2 separate regions of the Mus musculus genome follow, and region 2 is linked to region 1. The links are chromatin contacts, called in public HiChIP or PLAC-seq maps. All regions are on one chromosome and are shown on one strand. The core of a region is the stretch at or near the end of the contact, and the rest is flanking DNA. Distances in the headings are between cores, read along the strand shown.

What was found. HiChIP or PLAC-seq counts read pairs in DNA pulled down with a chosen protein or histone mark.
Region 2: a contact with region 1 is called in a FOXA1 HiChIP or PLAC-seq map of pancreatic cancer cells. The contact joins two enhancer-like sites. A contact is called at or near these places in 6 of 39 promoter capture datasets (the 3T3-L1 cell line, 3T3-L1-derived adipocytes, cranial neural crest and 2 more), 3 of 484 Hi-C or Micro-C datasets (the C2C12 cell line, embryonic fibroblasts and muscle stem cells) and 4 of 115 datasets of contacts at active chromatin or transcription factors (embryonic basal ganglia, embryonic forebrain, extraembryonic endoderm stem cells and 1 more).

The regions. Positions count from the first base shown.
Region 1 is chr8:45,525,562-45,531,521 of GRCm38.p6, reverse strand. The region is part of intron 1 of Sorbs2 (sorbin and SH3 domain containing 2); the gene reads right to left. Among named protein-coding and RNA genes, the nearest start is that of Sorbs2, 21 kb to the right of the region's middle. Within about 2 kb of position 2,476, at least 31 of the 459 cell types and tissues checked have an H3K27ac peak or open chromatin away from gene starts, as enhancers often do. A contact at or near this core is called in the C2C12 cell line, embryonic fibroblasts and pancreatic cancer cells, where this site is marked.
Region 2 is chr8:45,717,778-45,723,930 of GRCm38.p6, reverse strand. All of the region lies in intron 2 of Sorbs2 (sorbin and SH3 domain containing 2), which reads right to left. It overlaps Sorbs2os (sorbin and SH3 domain containing 2, opposite strand), which reads left to right. Exons shown (of 6, transcript NR_045739.1): 6 at 138-606. Among named protein-coding and RNA genes, the nearest start is that of Gm30635, 42 kb to the right of the region's middle. Within about 2 kb of position 3,845, at least 49 of the 459 cell types and tissues checked have an H3K27ac peak or open chromatin away from gene starts, as enhancers often do. A contact at or near this core is called in the C2C12 cell line, embryonic fibroblasts and pancreatic cancer cells, where this site is marked.

The sequences.
Region 1 (5,960 bases), core at 1,227-3,726:
TGATAAAATCATCTTGACTTTACACAATATAATTATGTGAACATTCTCTATCTAACTGAATACATTATGGTTGCCCTAAGGAATGAGTAAAGGAACTTTCAATGCTATTCAATACAGGAGTCAGGGGAAGAAAAATAAGGAGTGAGGGAGAAGAGAGAGAAAAGAAAACTCTTTCCTTTTGTTTGTTTGCTTTCTTGCTTGTTTTCGAGACAGGGTTTCTCTGAGTATCCCTGGCTGTCCTGGAGCTCACTCTGTAGACCAGGCTGGCCTCGAACTCAGAAATCTGCCTGCCTCTGCCTCCCTCAGCACTAATTAAAGAGCTAAGGAGAAAGTTTCATTTTGAAAATCTTATAGTCTGTTATGGTGAGTATTTTACTGCAAAAAAATTCACTCCCCAAATTGTTGAAGACAATGAGGCCGAGTTTATTCAGAAGACAACTAAAACTCTGGTTCTGTCATAGAGATAAGAAACTACACTCAAGTCCAGTATACGTGCAAATAGAATTTTGTAGATCAGGAGCAGAGTTGGGGGGTCAGTGCGTAGAAAATGAAAGAGGAAACGTCAAGGCTAGACAGACTTCTACTGCTGCTACTTTATTTAAAAATAAAACTAAACCAAAAAGAACCTTGCAGAGGGCAGGCCAGAGTGATAAGATATAGAGGGTGGGACTTCAGGAACTTGTCAGATAGCAATGATGATTAGATATCGAGAGTGGAAGAATTTCATTCTACTGACTGTCAGAATTCTTGACTAAATATTTAAGGTCTCTCTCTGCCTTTCATCCCAGTACTTGGGAGGCAGAGGCAGGCAGATTTCTGAGTTTGAGGCCAGCCTCTCTCTACAGAGTGAGTTCCAGGACAGCCAGGGCTACACAGAGAAACCCTGTCTTAAAATATATATATATTTTTTTTTTCCAAAGTCTGAGACTCAAGTGGTACCGGGGTAAATTCAGGTCAGGGACAGCAGACAATCTTTGAATGATCAAGAGTCTATGTTTATAACAATTAAGAGAAAGTACAACAGTGAGATGACCATGTCCACCAATTCCTGAGTGTACCTCAGTTTGGAATATCCTTGAAGTGTTAGCAAACCAACTCCTAATACTTAGTAAACCAATAATTGGGAGAAAGGCATCTCAAGGTTTTAAAGAAAGGAATTGCTTAAAAGCAGCCAGAAACCAAACATAGAGGAGAAAGGGAATGAGAAGGAGTTTAAGGAACAGCAACAGATAAAGAGGAAAACGAGGGTTAACTAATGAGGACTTGGAGAAATCTCAGAGACATCTGCAGATACAGAAAGAGGTGTCATCTTAGAATGACACACACATTGCTTTCAGTGTCATCCTGACAGTTGCCAATAATTAGGAGTGGCTCATTCTACTATCTTCATTATTCTGGGTATGGAAGATGATATTGTATGCCTTGGCCAGTGGACTACTGTCTCCATTTAAAAAAACACAAGTAAAAAATTCAGATACATTCAAATATTAAGTCAGGTAAAAATAGATCTATCTCAAATGAACACATCCTGCTGAACCAAGCCAACTGTGTGGCCTTCCTTCCCCAGACAGTGTCAAGTTTTTATTGCAAAATGTGAAGAGAACAGAGTCACCTGAATGTGATGTCACTGCAAGCCTCTGAGGCCAACCTCTGTCAACAGCTCAAGTAAGGCCCAGTTCCAAACTAGATGAGGCCAACTCCATATCTGCTTATCCTGTCCTACCATGGTTTGTTCTGACAGACCATACCTTATCCTAAAAGCTAATAAAAATATTCTCTAGATTTCTGTCACCCACTAGAAATACAACTATCCATGCCACTTTGTCAATTAACCTACTATGTTCATTGTTTAGCAATTGTGGAGAAAAAAAAAACAAATAGAATTCATTGAAATCTTCTGGTTCAAAATATATCTAAAATGTCTCCATCTGCTAAAAGGTAGTTTTGTATCTCTACAACATGAATAACATGTTTGGTTCTCAGGCAGTCAAAGCAATCATGGGCACTTGGGGCTTTCAGAGAAACTAAGCTGATTCAATATCACTGGGTAGGCTAATGACCAGTTTCCTGGGAGAAGATCAGAATGGCTTACACCAGCCATGACTTCAAAGGCAGAGCAAACTGAGGAGTAATTGTATTTTCATGTGTTGATGAAAACACCATCTACCTAGTGATCTTATGTCTGCTTGAATATTACAGGATTTGCATAGTATTATTGTAGAATTATCAAGTGTGGTGTTTACCATAGCCTATTGAAGTAGGGCAGTGTTTAAATGATCTTAGGGAGTCTAACAGTTTGTATGCACATATGTGTGTTTGCTTAATAAAGAACACAAACTGAGTGACTTATACAATGGAAATGATCTCATAGCTCTGGAAGCCAGAAGGTTAGGGACAAGGCTATGGAAGGGTGGTTTCCTTCTGTGGTTATGGGGACAGATTTGTTCTCTGCCTCTCCCGGTTTGTCACACATGCTTGGCATTCTTTGGCTTGAAGCACATTACCTTATTCTCTGTCTTTGTCTTTACACGGTGTTCTTCCCATGTATGTCTATGTCAAAATTCTCTTTGTTTATAAGGACATCACTTGCCCTGGCCTAAGAGTCTACCCTATTTCACTATGACCTCATCTTACCAGCCTATTTCCAAAAACAGATCACATCCTGAGATACTGAAAGTTAGAATTTCAAAATATATCTCTGAAGGTAATGGACACAATTTAACCATTGCAGTGGTACTTTGGTGAAAACAGGTCATATAAAATTAGAATCCTTACTGAAAAGATAATAAAGCTTAGCCTCATGCACGCATTGACTTTATACTGGCTTTTGGCTCTCACTATCTCTGGATTGGTGGATTACATACTTCCCAGAGATTCTAGTTTTATTCTAAATCAAAAGTCTTTTCTTCAAAGTAGTTTCCTCTATAGAAAAACAAAACAAAACAAGACCAAAAAACCCAAAACCAATCTCTTGGAAAGATGCATCATCAACCCTTTCCAGGTAGGTTAACTGCGGTCACCCCCTCTATTCAAGTGACAGAGCTGACTTCTCTTTTAGATTTTGTATCTTTTTTCTCCTGACCTCTTTAGCTACTACATATAGCTACTATATATAGCTACTGTAGCACTCAGAACTGTCTGCCTGAGAACATATATGAAAAGCCATCTTGAGGAGTAGACCTCAGTGTAAACCCTTGTAAGCCCTTATGGACAGAAACACACACAGACACTTTTCTAGCCACTCAGGGACTCCTATTGGTAGAGGCAACCAAAATTACTCTTTAAGAATAGAGAAGATCCAATTTCCCTTAACTTAGAAAATTTACTATTTTTCTGAACTTCATGTGTGATTTCACATAGAAAAAAATATTTGAGAGAGAAATCAAAAAAGTTGTGAACATTCATCTCAGGCCAAACACTCAAACTGTGGTCCCTTTTCCCTAAAGACTGTTGATATAGTCCTCCATGTGTATCCTAGACTCCTCTATCCACAAGGCCGTTGATCTTGACTTTTCCAGACAGTTTGTAATAGAATCAAGCAACTTTTGAGTTATTTGTATTTGGCAGTGCCTATTATGTATCAAATAGTTTCTGTCTCTCTGGGTCAAAGCCAATAATTATAGATGTCAAAATAGACTGATAACTGAAACCAGTGAGGAATGTATCAGTTGCCCAGTGGGTGGTTGAATAAAACCTAAGCCAAATTAAATAATGGAGAGGCGTGTGTGTTATAAAGCCACAAGGATTTAATCCATAGCAGCTATTATTTCCACATGCTTCTGTTCTACTAAGGTCAAGTGTTTCTGCAGCAAATGCAGAATTTCCAACTTATTATTTCCTGTTTAAATACTGCTTATCTAATAATTCAGAACTACAGACTAATGTATGAAAGCTAACACCTTAAAACAGAGATTTCTTGAATTTTGTACCAGTTTGCTCTGCCCCACTATGCTTATTGACATATGGGTTCCAACATGCTCAAAATAATATCAAGCACATAAATCATTCCCATTGTGTATTAGCACTATTCTAACTGTGTGGATGATGTCAGGTCAGATCAGCAGGACAAGCCCCAACAGCGAAGGATACCACTTCATTGCTGTGTAGCCATTGTGAATACCCAAGCTGACTCCTTAGACATATAAACTTTAACTTGGGGAATTTATGAGGTCACCCCCCCCCCCCACCTTCGCCATCATCATTGAGAAACAAACCAGTTAAGAATCTAGTGAGGTAAGCAGTTTTTGAGATGTTGTATAGTACATGAGCAAAATTTATTTTGCTCTCCTAAAGGTCAAACGAAGTTATAACTGGAAATCAAAACAAATCACCATTGGAGAACATGAAAGGTAAGCTTGTATAGTTTTTGATTGGAAGCATTCCCTGTTACAGGATGGCTATGAAGTGACCCTTGTAGGGTTCAGGTGTAGAGGGCTTGGGCTTCAGCAAACAGATCTAATCATTGGGGCATGCTTGAAACACGAAGATGTGATTATAATTAATCACAGTGATAGGTTAACCTATCAATAGAGTCTTGAATTGGTGGCATTATGGGTAACTGATAGAAAATTTGAGAGGTAAGGGCTTTGTTCAAAAAGGTTGGCAACTAGGGATTCACCACTGGGAGCCATAACATTTAGCTTCTCTCCCCCTCTCAGCATCATGGCTGACATGATGAAGTTAGTAACCTCAATCATATGCTTCTACTGTTATGATATATCAACTGACCCCAAGTCCAAAGCAATGGAACCAGCAGGCCATGAACTCAGACTTCAGTGATCACCTCCAGGAATAGAGTTTCTCATTTCCAAAGGACAAGAATGAAGAGAATGATGTTAAAATGTATGTTTAGGTCTGTCCTGATTCAAAATATATCCCAGAAGCATTGAGAAGGACTATCCATCTGTGATGAAGCTCTGCCACTGGATCCCGACTTAATAGCTCTATTAGGGATGTCCAATTAAACCATGAAACATGGGCCACCATTTCACTTACATAGGAAACAAAGAGATAGGGAAATGGAAAGAAGATGTGAGGAGTGCGCTGTACTCATGGAAGAGTAAGAGAGAAAGGGCTGGTCAGGCAGCACTGGCCTGCAGAGCAGATACTAAAATCTGGTTCCCTAATTGGCTCTCAGTTTGGTCAACAAAGAAGGCAGAAGCTAATTGCTGGGAAGGTGGGACGTCCAGGTCCCCGGAGGAAGAAAAGGGACATCGGGAAACAGGTCTTTCAGCCAGGCTTTGGAATAGGAGAAAGAGGAACACTCCTCCATTGCTGGTGGGATTGCAAGCTGCTGGTACAACCACTCTAGAAATCAGTCTGGTGGTTCCTCAGAAAATTGTACATAGTAATTACCTGAGGATCCAGCTATGCCACTCCTGGGCATATACCCAGAAGATGCTCCAACATATAGTAAGGACACATGCTCCATTATGTTCATAGCAGCCATATTTATAATAGCCAGAAGCTAGAAACAACCCAAATGTCCCTCAATAGAGGAATGGATATAGAAAACGTGGTACATTTACATGATGGAATACTACTCAGCTATTAAAAACAATGACTTCATGGAATTTGCAGGCAAGTGGATGGAACTAGAAAATATCATCTTGAGTGAGGTAACCCAATCATAAAAGAACACACACATATGGTATGCACTCACTGATAAGTGGGTATTAGCCCAAAAGCTTGGAATATCCAAGATACAATTCTCAGACCATATGAAACCTGAGAAGAAGGTCACACCAAAGTGCGGATGCTTCAGTGCTTCTTAGAAGGGAAAACAAAATACCCACAGGAGGAAATATGGAGACAATGTGTGGAGCAGAGACTGAAGGAAAAGCCATCCAGAAACTGCCCCACCTGGGGAATCCATCCCATATACAGTTACCAAACCCGGGCACTATTGTGGATGCTGGGAAGTGCTTGATGACAGGAGCCTGAAATAGCTGTCTCCTGAG
Region 2 (6,153 bases), core at 2,596-5,095, 190 kb before region 1:
ATATATTTGGAATAAAGCTAATTTAGCTATTCTGAGCATTTCCTGGAATTATCTCACCCATTCTTTTTATGCTGTATTATGCACATATCTATTTTTCTTTTTTGTTTCCTACTACTTTTGTTGTCATGGTAATGAAGAGGAGGAGGAAGAAGAAATATGTGGCTTTGGTGACTTTCAAATCTTTACGGCAAGGAGAAAAGATGCTACAAAGGATAATATTTAACAGGGAGCACCATCCCAAGAGTCAAGCTGTTCTGAAGACCATTTAATGTTGTTGTTATAATGTTTACAGTGTCCTATTTCTTAAGATATGAATTTTGGATATTACTTCTGGTTCACCAATGTTTATTTCTATATCTGTCTCTGTGTAAATGAATGAATGAATGTATATATTTATACACACATATACACATACATGCATATACATACAGATTTTTAATATATATGAACACAAAATATAAATGGAACATGATTTTATATTAAGCTTTAATCCAATTTTTGTCAAAAGTTTTGATTCAGACCTTGTAAACTAGATATATCTTCATCTTTTTGCTATTCAATAAGAGGAAACTAGCTTACAATAAAGCAGTTTATATTTTCCTGACTTGAAACAACAGATTTAAAAGAAGGGCTAACCTTCAGTACTGGAATAAGGATAATTTTTGGCAACTTTCTCTTTATAATTTGTAACAAATTATGTGTTTGTAACATTATATTACTTTTAGAATGCATTTTTATTAGTGGTTAAATGAAATGAAAGGAGCATATTAGTAAATTATAACATGTACACACACACGCACACCCTCCCTACATTTAGAATAATGCCATAAAAAATTGATGTACTCTTCTTTAAACATAAGCCTTTCGTTCCTGTTCTCTAGTCTCTTTGATGTCTCTAAATCCTGTCTCTCCACTCTAAACCCAAGTTCCTTGCTTTCCAAAGCTCACTGCAAGCATTCAAACTTCTATGACATGTAACTGTAATAAGATAAGCAAGAGGAATTGTTTTATTAGCAGTTGAACGTCTTCAAAGCATATGCTTTCAAACAGATCTGCATTTATCTGAGATTATAAAATGAATTGTGCTTTCTCTATATTTATCCATTATTTATTTTTCCCCTTATATGTGATGTTTGTATTTGTATTATGGATACTAGAGTCTACCACTGAAGCAGAGGGTTTTTTTTTTTCCTTTGTTTCCTGTATGAGTTGCATAGTTGGTCTCGTATGGGTAGAGCCTTGTCTTATGCATATGTGTTGTATGTGTTGTGTACTGGTGGAGTCTCCCAATGGTAAACTAAGCAAGTACCTGTCTGCTGCCCATACTGAAAGGAAGGCACCAACAGAGATGTAGAGAAAGATGTCCTATTGCCTGGCAGAGTTTAGAGAAAACTGGCTCTACAGGCAAATAATGGTATGTTTTCTCAGACACACAACTGAGTTACAGCTCTGTTCTTAACTTGCAAATGAATACATGTAAGTCTAATTAGATACTCTGGCATAATCCTGAAACTAATTTAGTGGCTTCTACAATTAAACAAAACAGTGATTGTTTAATAGACCTTGACTTTTTTTTTTCCAGATATTTAGTGTTTCAAATTCAACGAGGGGCATGTGTAGAAATTCAAAGGTTGAGCTAATATTTCAGTTTGAGCGATATGATGGTTAATCTTGCTAGAATTTATAATCACCATGGAAACAAACTTCTGGGCATATCTTTGCAGGAAATTTTAGACGGAGATAGAGATTGGTAGACCTGCCCTGAATGCGCATGGTTCCATTCCGTGGGAAGGAGTCCTACACTACATAAAAATGGGTCCTGCACTAAACAGAAAGATGAGCTGAGCACAAGCAGTCATCGTTGCCAGCCTTCTGACTTCATATTCAGTATGGCCAGTTACCTCTTCAAGTTCCTGCAGCCATGGCTTCCACATCATGATAGGGTATGCTTTCAAATTGTGAGAAAAACAAACAAACAAACACAAAACAAAACAAAACAAAACAAAACAAAGCAAGAAAAAAACCCTCTTCCTTCCTTAAACTGATTATTTTTCCAGGTACTTCATCTCATCAGCAAGACAAGTAACATATATATGTGTATGTATATGTGTATATGTATGTGTATATATATATGTATGTATACATATATATGTATGTATACACCATATCACCTCAGTGAGTTCTGAGTCAAAGCACCACAAATGTAGAGCAGGGAGACGAAGCATCTTGCTGTTCATCCACCTTCTCTCCCATTTTTACCCCTCAGCGTATTTTCTCATTACTTCTGCCCCACTGCTCTCTTTTCTGTATTCTGATCAATGGAAATTCTCAACATATGTTGGGGTTTAGGCAATCACACTAGTCAGTAGATTTTTATTTTTAAAGGGCAGTTGAGCTAAACTGTAGCTGTTTGATCATTCATAAATCACTATCCTCAGAATGTCAGGCTTGGAATAACAGCTGCCTATTTACATACATATTTGTGCATGTCAAATAGGCACATGACCCAGATCTTTGGTCCACCTGCTATCACTCTGTAAAAAGCATCACCATTGCTGAATCTAGTGGCCCAGGCTTGAAATATCAGTACTCAGGAGGCAGGGCAGGAATGTTACAAGTTCAAGTCTAGCCTGGGCTCTGGAGTGAGTTTCAGATCATCCTGGGGCCTCGATGAGATCTATCTAAAAAGGAGGAGGGAGGAGGAGGAGGAGGAGGAGGAGGAGGAGGAGGAGGAGGAGGAGGGTGGTACTGGAGATGCAGGAATATAGTTCAATGGTAGAGCACTTTCTAGAATGTACTGCCAAAAATTTTACTGCTTTCCAGCCTCAAAAAGCATTGACATCATATTTGACTCATAATTGCTATTACCATGTTCATTTGTGGTCAAATCTTATAATGTTGTGTATATCTAGAACTCACAACTATGCAAATTTAACTTCTCTGTGAGCATCTTCTAGCTTGCCTTGACTGTTTTAGTGCCTCACGACTGGTTTCCCTTCCTCTGCTTGTACCTGCATGTGTTGTATTCTGATTCTGGAATATTCTGAGAGAGGTGGCTGTAACATGATAGAGAATAATCATTTTGTTCAAAGGACTCCAACTCATGGTCCCATCTCCCATCCTCTAGGCCCATGGCTACCACTCTTGCTCCCTGCCCAGTCTGTTCTAGGATCTGGAATACTTCACTGTTGCTTGCACATACCAAGCCCACTACTATCCCAGCGTTTTCCTCTCGGCCCAGAGTACTTCCATCTATCACCAGCTTTGTCCTTTAGTCGCCCGGCTTAATGCTCAGATGCTACCTGCCTTAGTTACTTTTCTATTCCTGTCATAAAACACCGTGGCCAAGGCAAGCTATAGAAGGAAGAGGTTATTTGGGCATAACGGTTCCAGAGGAATAAAAAATCCATTATAACGGGACATATGGTAGCAAGTTGAGAGCTCACATCTTTAAACCACAAGCACCAGGCAGAGCTAGCACATTGGAAGTAGACAAAGCTTTAAGCTCTCAAAGTTCACTCCCATGGACATTCTCCCTCCAAAGAGGCTGCACCTCTTAAACCTCCATAAATAGTGTCAGTAATTGGGGACCAAGTGTCCAAATAATCAAGACTATGGGGGACATTTATGTACATATCACCCTACCAGAGAGACCATTCCTGGCCACCCCATATAAATAGCCAATTTCTTTATTTCCACTATTCTTTGGGAGTTTTCCTGCAGAGCACTCTTCCTGCCTTGAGGGCTTACATGTTTGTTTATGATCTCATTTTCATCGACACAGCAGGGGCCTCCATCAGGAGAAGGTGATTCAGAGGCAGGAAACACAGTCATAGGGTGGAACCCACGGGGAGGAAAAGCCCTTGTTCTGGTATGGCTCCACACTGGGCAGTCGTGGGGAAAGAATGAGTACGGTGAAGTGCTGAAGTCAAGGTTTCTTTTCCGTTTAGGAAGTTCAAGGAGATAGTCATTTTTAGCACCAGGGCAACTCTGGAAATATTACTGTGGTAGAGATGTGAGCCAGACAGTCTCAAAGAGAGTAGAACGAGTCTGTGCTCCATGATGTAACAAAAACAGTCAACATTGGCTGAGCACAGTGATGCAAGCCCATAATCCCGAGAACTTGGGAGGTGGAGGTCGGGAGAACAGAAATCCAAGGTCATCTTGATTATATAGTAAATTCAAGCATAGTTTGGGCTGTAAGAATTCCTGTCTCAAAGAAATGACAGTCATTGTGGCCCCATGTGTCATTAAAGTAGCAGCCTATGAATTAATTTTGCCACATGTTGATAGTGAACACCACTTTTTACCTTTTTTGTTTGTTTGTTTACATTTGTGAAATCAGACATTAATTGATCTACTTTTGGATTCTGACCAAGGGTATGAATTCAGTTAACATCAGAACAACTCTGTGCACCCCGAAACTACCACTTCCCATTGGGACCTTCATTTTGAATTCTGTAAGTGAAATATTAGTGACTATCACTGATCTTGAAGTGTAACGAGAAATTAGTTTTCTCAATTATAACAACTGTCATCCATTAATTGGGATAAGTTAATTGGCTACGTGCATGGGGTTAGAGCTTAACATCTAATCTTTTGGGGTTTTGTTAAAAGTACAAGTGATGAGATAGTCTCTTATTAAGCTAACACATTTGCATTTTAACAGACTTTTAATTTTTTTTCAAAAGGAATGCTTCTAACCATGCACAAGGTCAGCAGGTTGGATGCCATGATATTTTTGAGCAGTGTCTTGCAAAAACAAAACTTCAACCTGTGTCACCAGCCTCTCACTGCACCCAATGATTCCAATATTTGATGCATATCAAGGTCATACTTGAACTTCAGGATTACATTAAGCCAGCACCCAGCAGAATCACAGCAGTCTGTAAAATGTTAATACACTTCTGTCTGTATGTTAACTGCTTCAGGCTTTTTTCTCCTCATTTAGTCTCCTAAAATCTTCACAAAAACATGTTTTATGATAACAACAAAAAAGCAATGAATCTTGCAACCTGAATTCCTCAAACAGTGATTTTAGCGTTTATCTTATGGCATCTTTCTAACATTTGATTCTATGAAAAGATAAGGAACTGTATTGTGAGACTACAGATTAAAGGGCTTATAAATCATCTTGTTAAAGGTAAATAAATCATAATGGAATGTCTTATGATAGGCTTTAAGGCTTATAAAAAGTTTTCTCGTCAATGTATGTTAACATTTGCAAATAAAAGAATTTACTTAATCATAGTTAGTTTTAGAAATAGTTGGTTCTATAATTTGCCTAAACTGAGAGAGTTGATGTTAAGACTAACATCATTAGTATTTATTCTCTTACAATACTATAAGGTAGGATTATTCAAACAGAAAAGGAAGATCTTGAGGAAACTTTATCTCAGCATTAAATTTGTCTCCTGCAATCTGCAGCGTTTCCCTCCACAAACTACTCCTGAATTCTAAGGAAAGCATAACAAATTGGGGAAGGGCTTACAATAAGGCCCTGCCAAGCAAGGGGCAAAGGCGGCATCACCATTATGGGTAATGGTGTCTGATTGGATTAGAGGCATGTTCAATAGGAGGAAATTTAATTCCTGGTATGGTTATCCTTATTGATACCCCTTGGCTAAAGTCATAGGCCCTTGGGCTATTGATAATTTGCTAAATGGTCATGCTGTCAAATTGCTTCCCAGATATTCATGTTTGTATGTATAGACCTAGGCTGCTTTTAACCTTGGTCTGGGAATTTATTTTTTTCTTGAGCAGCAGTCACTGGAAAGATATGTAGCAAATCAAAGAGCTACAGATAGGAGACTGAGTGTTCAGCCCTAAACAATAATATCTATATTAATTCTGTTACCACCAAGCCTTAGGGAATATCATAGATAACAGGAAGATTGTAAGAACCAGAGAACAGTGAGGAGTTCTGTGATGTACAATCTTTACATATTACAGTCATAGACTCACAGAAGCTATAGTTGTTTGTGCAAGACCTGCACAGAATCAAGCTATTCAAGCCTTACCCTCTATCGAGGAGCTATTGTCAGTAACTGTGGGGGAATCGCCTATTGGTTTATTTTTATGCGATTATTTTGCCTACTTGTATGTATTGTATCATGTGCTAGTCTGGTATTATCAGAGGTCAGATGAGGAAAG